Regions from separate parts of the Sus scrofa genome. Here region 2 is linked to region 1. The links are chromatin contacts, called in public targeted proximity ligation maps. All regions are on one chromosome and are shown on one strand. The core of a region is the stretch at or near the end of the contact, and the rest is flanking DNA. Distances in the headings are between cores, read along the strand shown.

The links.
Region 2: a contact with region 1 is called in a targeted proximity ligation map of skeletal muscle, with 5 times the contacts expected there. A contact is called at or near these places in 5 of 47 Hi-C or Micro-C datasets (embryonic fibroblasts, fetal heart ventricle, liver and 1 more) and 2 of 2 datasets of targeted methods (alveolar macrophages and skeletal muscle).

The regions. Positions count from the first base shown.
Region 1 is chr4:104,349,689-104,353,867 of Sscrofa11.1, forward strand. LOC110260338 (a long non-coding RNA gene) reads left to right here. Exons shown (of 5, transcript XR_002343472.1): 4 at 2,776-2,892; 5 at 3,484-4,095. It overlaps ATP1A1 (ATPase Na+/K+ transporting subunit alpha 1), which reads right to left. Exons shown (of 23, transcript NM_214249.1): 23 at 3,821-4,174. The coding sequence ends at 4,146. Among named protein-coding and RNA genes, the nearest start is that of ATP1A1, 33 kb to the right of the region's middle.
Region 2 is chr4:104,584,838-104,589,016 of Sscrofa11.1, forward strand. All of the region lies in intron 6 of MAB21L3 (protein mab-21-like 3), which reads right to left. Among named protein-coding and RNA genes, the nearest start is that of MAB21L3, 40 kb to the right of the region's middle.

The DNA.
Region 1 (4,179 bases), core at 808-3,307:
AGAGTTGATTCACCAAGAGAATACAGGTTGGGCCACGGTTGGGTTGGAAGAGGGATGCCAAGGGGACTGACTTGTAGGATGGCAGGGGAAGCAGTGTGGAACATGTTACAACAGCCTAGGGGTTTGAAGGGCTGGGCAGAGAAGGGTTTGTGTGCCAAGGTCAAGGGTGAAGACATGAATGGTGAGAGGCAGCCAAGTGGAGCTTGGAGGAAGGGGTAGAGCTTTGGTGTGCAGGTTTTGACACACGTCAGAATCACCTGTAAGGTGTATCCAAACAGATGGCTGGTTCTCCCTTCCCTCCCCAGAGTTTCTGATTCAGCAGGTCTGAATCAGAATGCATGTTTTTTTTGTTTGTTTGTTTTTTGTTTTTTTTTTTTTGTTGTTGTTGTCTTTTTGCTATTTCTTGGGCTGCTCCTGCGGCATATGGAGGTTCCCAGGCTAGGGGTTGAATCGGAGCTGTAGCCCCCTGGCCTACGCCAGAGCCTCAGCAACGTGGGATCCGAGCCGCGTCTGCGACCTACACCACAGCTCACGGCAATGCCGGATCCTTAACCCACTGAGCAAGGGCAGGGACCGAACCCGCAACCTCATGGTTCCTAGTCGGATTCGTTAACCACTGCGCCACGACGGGAACTCCCAGAATGCATGTTTTTATCAAGTTTCCAGGTGATGCCGGTCTAGAGGTGACGCTCTGAGGGCCACTGCTTGAGAGGAAGGTGGAGGAGAAGGAGAGCGCCCAGGAGGCTGTTGCAGATGGCCCGAAGGGAAGGGCAGTGGTGGCAGAGGAAAAGGTGTATATAGCACCAGCTGTGGTGCTGATCCCTTCGTGTGAGCTCACATAATCCTTTTAACAACTCTGAAACCCCACCTTTATTCTAGAGTAAGTGAAGCACAAAGAGACTAAATTCTGGGGCGTTCCCGTCGTGGCTCAGTGGTTAACAAATCCAACTAGGAACTGTGAGGTTGTGGGTTCAATCCCTGGCCTCGCTCAGTGGGTTAAGGATCCGGTGTTACCGTGAGCTTGTGGTGTAGATCACAGATGCGGCTCGGGTCCTGTGTTGCTGTGGCTCTGGTGTAGGCCAGCAATTATAGCACCAATTAGACCCCTAGCCTGGGAACCTCCATATGCTGCAGGAGGGGCCCTAGAAAAGGCAAAAAGACAAAAACAAAAACACAAAACTAAATTCTGTGCCCATGGCCAGTCGGTGACAGGGCCACTGTGTCCAGGCTTTTATGACACAAAGCCCGTGTTCTCAGCCACACACTGGAACCAGCAGATGTTGGGGATTTGGTGATGGGTGGGGTAATGAGGCAGCAGCAAAGTCAGAGCGAGGTGCCTCGGTGACTTCCAGGGTTCTGAAGTGGGAAGCAGGGTGACAGATGTCATCGCCTACAGCAGGTCGCTTTTGAGGGAGCTCAAACTCAGGTTTGTCACTGGGGCTGAGACTACAGTGTGCTGTGCTCTTTCTGAACAAATACAGATGTCAAGGCGACAACCGGATTTACAGGACTGGGGCTCAGGAGGGGGGACCAGCCTGGAGAGTTGCAACGCATCACGTAGGTGGTTGATTGTGAGACCCCAGGCTGAATATGAGTCAGGAGAGGGGTGGGGACCTCTCCGAGGAAACTAGCAGCCCAGGGGCAGGTGAAGATGAGGTACAGGGTAAGGAATGGGCAGAGGTGACAATGGAAAGGTAAGATGGCTGTGATCAGGAAGCGTGTGATGGAATCACAGGTGCTGGAGAGGCCGGGGGAGGACTTGGGGGGTGTCCAGTGGATGAACAAACAGTGGTGACCGCCACCAGGACAGTTGAGGTGGACCAGTGCTAATGGGAGCCAGCAGGAGGTGGTGCAGGGATGACAGGCGGTGAGCGAGCAGAGGCAAGAAGATGGTTCCTGCTCTTAAGAGCCTGTCCCTGAAAGGAAGGCGATGGCTAAAGACACCAGCAACCAGTAAGGACACTGAAAGGCAAGAGCTGAGATAATGAGGTGGCCCAGGGCACATGCGGTCAGGGCTCAAGAGGTGCCTGGGCTGGGTCCGGAGGGCTCAGGTGGTGATGTGTTGGGGCAGACGGGGGCTGGGGTCAGTCTATAGGAGCTGTTTCCCTTCTGGAGCAAGTTTTAGCCCCCACTGACAGGCTGACGTCAGAGTTTGAGTCTCAAAGGGTGAAAGGAGGCCCAGAAACTTGCTGCCTGGAGGAAGCTTGGAAAGATCTGGCCCTTCAGGCTTGGCTTGGGGCCAGGTTTCCTGTCCCTTATCTGAGGCCTGTAGATCAAACGTTTGGCTGGGAAAGTTTTTATTCAAAGGACTGTGGAACAGAAAAAGGCAGAGATAGTCTGGCGGAAAGAGGGCGGGGTTCTGGCCTGTCCTCGTCCTGCTCTACCCTACCCCCCATCCACCCCAAGTCCAGGGTGGCTGAGGAGCGCTGGCCAGGAAGCTGGCCGGGGTCACCTCACGTCTACACTCCCAGGCTGCTTCACATGCCTTGAAGACAGGGAATACCCATGACCTTCATTAGTGCGTTCACTGGGCAGCGGTCCAGGGGAGCCAGAAGACAGGCGTGTGGGGAGGAGGGGAGGGGAGGGCATGCCTCCGACAAGGCCGTGCCAGTGTAAGCACACGGCACCATGGGTGCCCTGAACCGCCGTCCTCAGGGGGCCCCAGTATCCACTGTCTCCCTGCCCTCTGGGCCTGGGATCTTAGCTCTTAGCTTTATCCTGGCTCCTTATGTTGGTCTGAACAAACCACTTTCTTTAAAAATGATTTGCCTGCAGGTATAGAGGCCATTCTGGAAGAAACGTCCCGAGAAAGAGCTGGCGGATTGGACTAAGAAGGCAGAGACCACCCTGCCCTCCCAGTTCCCCTAGAGGGATAGGCTGGGGCAATGCCCGGTGAGTGTCTGGGAATCACCTGTTCCCTTCCTGTCTACACAACTTACCAGTGAGCAGCACAGAAGGGTGAACAATGCACTAAGCTTTTCAGAGAAGTAAAACCAACTTGAACCCAGTCTCTGATCACCTGGCAGATCATGATGATTGGAGCTAGAAATAAGGACCCCCCCCCCTACTTATTATGTCTGCACGAAGCCTGGATGGTCTTGATGTATGGGTAAGCAGCACTCAGGCCAGCGCTGAGGGGCCGTTTACTCCATCCACCTCTTTGGAAGCAGGAAGGCGGTGTTCTTTGACTTGACTCTGATGTAAACAGATCTCGTTCACTTGTTTTTTTCTTAAGTATCTTCTAGCACAGAACCACTTTCTAAAAGAGAGCTAGCTGATGCCAAATTAGAACAAGTTTTGTGGAGAGAAGCACGCTGGGATGTGCACACAGATCCCACTATGTCCACAGGCTTCCGTTTCTCAGACAAGCTTGGTCTAGAGATGCTTGAGGATGGTGGTGGTGTTGATTTGAGGGCACAGGTGGGGCTGGGACGAGGATGGGAAGAGGAGGGCCGCCTCTGACGGCTTGAAAATCCCTGACAGGTACGTCCGTGATGGGGGCATTTCAGCCACAGGACCCGCAGCAGCCCACGGGAGAATGGAGCAGGTAAGCTCGGCTCCTCAGACTTCCAAGGGCATGGGCAGAAAGTGTCTACATATTTTGTGGTTTTTCCAACCCGAGTGTGCGTCAGAGTCACCTCGAGACTTAGTCCACAGGCGGCTGGTTAGCCTCTGCGTGGGTGCCCAGGGGCTGGCAGTGCTAACAAGTTCCCCGGTGACGTGGCGAGCCCAGGGCGCATGCGCTGGGACCCTCCCTGCTCCTGACCCAGCCCACCCAGACGTCTGGACCCCAGGCGTGAGGAGGGCACCAGACGAATTCCATTATAATAGCCATCTTTATTTGTAAAAATCCAGATATAAAATGTATTCTTTCAGTCTTTCCGAGTTTTCCTTTTTACAAAAACAAAAAGGCACATAAAAACCTTCCCCGCGGTCGTTCCCACAGACGGATGTTTCTCAGGCAGCCCTCCCCCCTCCCCCCCATATAGCTACATGCTTCATTCCGGGACATCTCGCTTCCCCACATGCTTCGGTGCTTTCCTACCAGGGTAGAATTCCGAATTCCGAGACTGAAGTACACAAAGGGGGGGTGGGGGCGGGGGCGGAGTATGTGGCGTGATGCTCCACGGCGTGCAGGAGGGGGTCTAGTAGTAGGTTTCCTTCTCCACCCAGCCTGTG
Region 2 (4,179 bases), core at 909-3,408, 240 kb after region 1:
AGATCCCACTTTGCTGTTGCTGTGGCTGTGGTATAGGTCGGCAGCTATAGCTCCGATTAGACCCCCAGCCTGGGAACCTCCATGTGCTGCAGGTGTGGCCCTAAAAAGAAAAACAAACAAACAAATAAACGAAACATGAGGGAATCACCAAACAACTTTACATTCAGAAATCTGATTATTTATTTGTCTCTTTTAGGGCTGCACCACCAGCATCTGGAAGTTCCCAGGTTAGGGGTCGAATCCGAGCTGTATCTGCCAGCCTACACCACAGCCACAGCAACTTGGGATGCAAGCTGTGTCTGCAACCTACACCACAGCTGGCAGCAATGCCAAATCCTTAACCCACTGAGCAAGGCCAGGGATCAAACACGCAACCTCATGGGACCAACCAAGAGTTCAATTCACCTGTAAAAGAGAAGACTTCCAAGCCTTAAATGCTTGCTCTCCGTGTCTTTTCATCTCATTATTTTCTTTTCTACTGTGAGAGTAAGGTCTTTCACCACGACCCGAGGAAACCCTCGGGGGTGCTAGTAGAAGAGCAAGAAGGAAGATGACCACAGCATTCCGAGCTGTTTTCTCTAATTCTCTGCAACTTCACTAAACCCCTTGTCTGAGAGACCCTCGACTCCCCATCCCTGCCCTTCCCATGGAAGCATGTCTGCTCATGGAGGGGGAGGGTGCACCTGGAGGGGGCCCGCTGGGGTGCTGCCGATTGACCTGTTTGGGAGGGGTGGTGATATGCCAGGAACACACCAACAAAAAGTGTGCTACTGAAAGACTGTATCTTTTGGTGTATCTCTCCCCTTCTTTCAATTCAGTTAAGATTTATCAAATATCCAGAGGCATATTTGATAGCCAGCAATTGCTTATATCCCTTCTTCATCAGAGAAGTAGATCGTTAAGGCATTTTTAGAGAACGTGCATTAAAATGGAATCACAGCTCAAGATGCTGTGGGAATTTCTGCCAGAATGCTAGAAGCCACCAGGAAACCCTAGCTTATTTCCCCTTGGTCACCCTACTGAAACCACATCTCGCTGGGGTGATGGTGGGCTCAGGCTTGACTCTGGCTGCTGTTTCCCAAGGCTGAGTCATCCCACACCAGCCTCACAGGGATAATAAGCTGGCAAGAGGGCTGCAGGGGCGAGAGAATTCTGGAAGGCACAGAAGATGGCAAAATGAGTCCGAGACTGTGTTGGAAGGGGCAGGCGGCTAAGGAGGAAGTTTACAGGGTCTTCACAACTTGTGCTGGGTGAGCAGGCGAACAGACAGGCCACGTTTCACACATTTCATGCACCAGCACCAGCAAATCACAGCAAAGGGCAAGAGATGACTCCATCTGGATCTTTCTGGGAGCATGAGGAGGCACAGGGCATGCTTTTGAGGGATATCACTTTTTTTTTTTTTTTTTTTTTTTGCCTTTTAGGGCCATGCCCTCAGCATATGGAAGCTCCCAGGCTAGGGGTCAAATTGGAGCCACAGCCACAGCAATGCGGGATCTGAGCCACCTCTGCAACCTACACCATAGCTCATGGCAATGCCGGATCCTTAACCCACTGAGCGAGGCCAGGGATGAAACCCGCATCCTCATGGATACTACTCAGGCTCATTACCACTGAGCCACAATGGAAACTCCCTAGCAAAGTCAATTGTGTGGCTCCTGGGCTTGAAGCAACAAATCCTAATGGTTGGAAGAGGCATGACCCTGGGGGACAAATTTTAAGAAAGAGTAAGAAAGAACCCAATTGCTTCTCAGGCAGCCTAAGGTTACCCTGAGAGCTCAAGACTCTCTTCCTCAAGAATCATGAATGATAGATTCAGAAATAATATTTTAAAATATCCCTCTATCCAGAAGCTTTCTTCTTTGCCGGGGGTGGGGGGTGGGGGGACCTTAGCCTGCCTTAGTGTTCCCCAAACAAATCCAGTATGAGGGCCTAGAATAGTCCTGAACTGATTTCAAGATTATGGGGGACTTTAGGGAGTTCCTTGGCGGCCTAGCAGGTTAAGGATCACTTAGCTTGCTAGTCACTGCTGTGCTGAGGGTTTGATCCCTGGCCTGGAGGTCATCTTTATAGGCAGGTATGGGAGCTGTGATGTTCCAGACACAACAGGAGTGTGGGGACCAAGAGGGGCCGGCTGGGTGAGGGACCATGGGTTCGGCTGAAGTGTAGGGGGAGTGTGGAGGGGTTGGGTTAGATTAGGTTAGATTAGGTTAGGTTAGGCTGCGATAGGTTAGCTTAGGTTAGGTTAGGTTAGGTTAGATTAGGTTAGGCCTGCCTCAGGGAGGCCCCAGATGGCTGTGTTTGTTCACTCGGTCACAGGAACCCATTCAAGTGTCTGTAGTGCGAGAGGCTGGCCAGAGATGGGGGTTAGTGCTGTGACCCAGTCGTGACACTTTATCTGGGGAGAGTGGAGAGTGAAAACAGGGTGTTAGAGGCAGCAGCAGGCGCTCCTGTGAGAGGTGACAAGGGCCTGAGCTGGGGAGAAGTGCTGGGACTATGCAGGGAGGGCACTTCCTGTAAGACCAGCCTGCTCAGGTAGCAGCAGGCGAAGGACTATGGCAGCTGAAGGACAGCAAGGCCACAGAGGCCCCGGCTCCTGGGCCAGAAAGAGAAAAGGGCAACGAGTTAGGCTGAGAAGAGGGCACCAAGTGTGTGCTTGGGGCATCTGAAGGTTGAAGGCCCAGGGGGATGTGTAGTGACAATGACCAGCCAGCTGTCAGAATGTAGAGATATGGGTGTGGCTGACAAGCCCTCTAATCACTGAGCCAAAAATAGTCCATGGAGCAGAGCTGGGGAGCCTTTTAAGGCAGCCTGCAGGATTACGGTCCCTCTGACGGGACCCTAGAGCTCACTCCTCTCTACAGAAGGGGAATCTGAGGCCTAGACGGTTTGGGTGACTGCCCAAGGTCACACAGCCAGTTTGTCCTCCCTAATTCTTACAGGAGGTCAATGAACTTTTAGGTGATTGAAAAATTAAAATACAACAGTTCAGAGCTCCCTGGTGGCTCAGTGGGTTAGGGATCTGGCACTGTCACTGCTGTGGCCTGAGTCACTGCTGTAGCACAGGTTCGATCCCTAGCCTTGAAACTTTTGCATGCTGTAGGTGTGGCACCCCCCCCCCCAGTAAAATAGCCCCTGGCCTGCCTCTAAGTACAAAGCTGATGAGGGTACTGTCGTAAGGAAATAAAATGGTCTCTGTTGCCACCCAGATAAGAGCAAGCTTCGAAGGAAATTGGGTGCAGGACGGGTGGTGGCTTGGATTTTATTTGCTTTTTGGTTTCTGCGTGCTTTGTCTCTTACAGCAACCCCCTCCACCTCCACCCCAAGGGCCACAAATAATGATCAACTTGTTCTGAGTCCTGAATTCATAACCTCTCGCTGAGAAAATGTTTCCAGACTCCTGGGAAAGGGAGGGCAGGGAAAAAAACCAAGCTTCGTCCTGGACCCCACATTCCTTTCTTCCTCACCGAAAGGCCATCGGTCCAATTACAAACTCCAGGACTTTTAAGAAAAGCAAACAAAAGCTGAACCACATGGCAAAGGTCACCCGGCCTGTGAGGGAGTGAATGATTAACTCCCTGGAAAGTGAGTTTTGAGGATTTTTTTAACAGCGTTCAAAGGTGCCACTTAGAAAAATTTAGCTCAGGGCAAATTCTAAGCGTGGCTTTCACTCCCACCAGGGTCCCATGTGACCCCCTCCCCCCCCCTCCTCTGGAGACCTTGACCCCTGTCCACGTGAGGAGTGTCCTATGCCCAGAGCCCTTCCTTCCAGGCCCTGCTCCCTTCGTTCCTGTGGGCTCTTCAGGCAGCAGAGCCAGCAGGAAGGGCCTAGGCTTCTGCTAGGAGCCCAGGTCCCCGTCTGCATTGCCTCCGCCTGTCTCTACTGCCATTGGCACCGGGCACCGTGAGAACTTCATTAGGGTAAATGCACAAAACAGCGGCTTGGTTTGCTTCCAGAGGGGTGGCCTTGGGGGAGTTTCGCTTTCTCCTTCAGCCTCCACGGGGTCATCAGCAAAATGGGTTGATAAAGGTTATCTACCCCAAAGGGATGCTGAGGGGGATTAAATGAGATAAAGCACAAAGCCCTCCCCACATGTGCCCGGCACAGTGGAAGTTCACATCTTGGCATCCTGTCCTTTCCGGTCCTGGTACATTCCCCAACCCTCTCCTCAAGCCTCC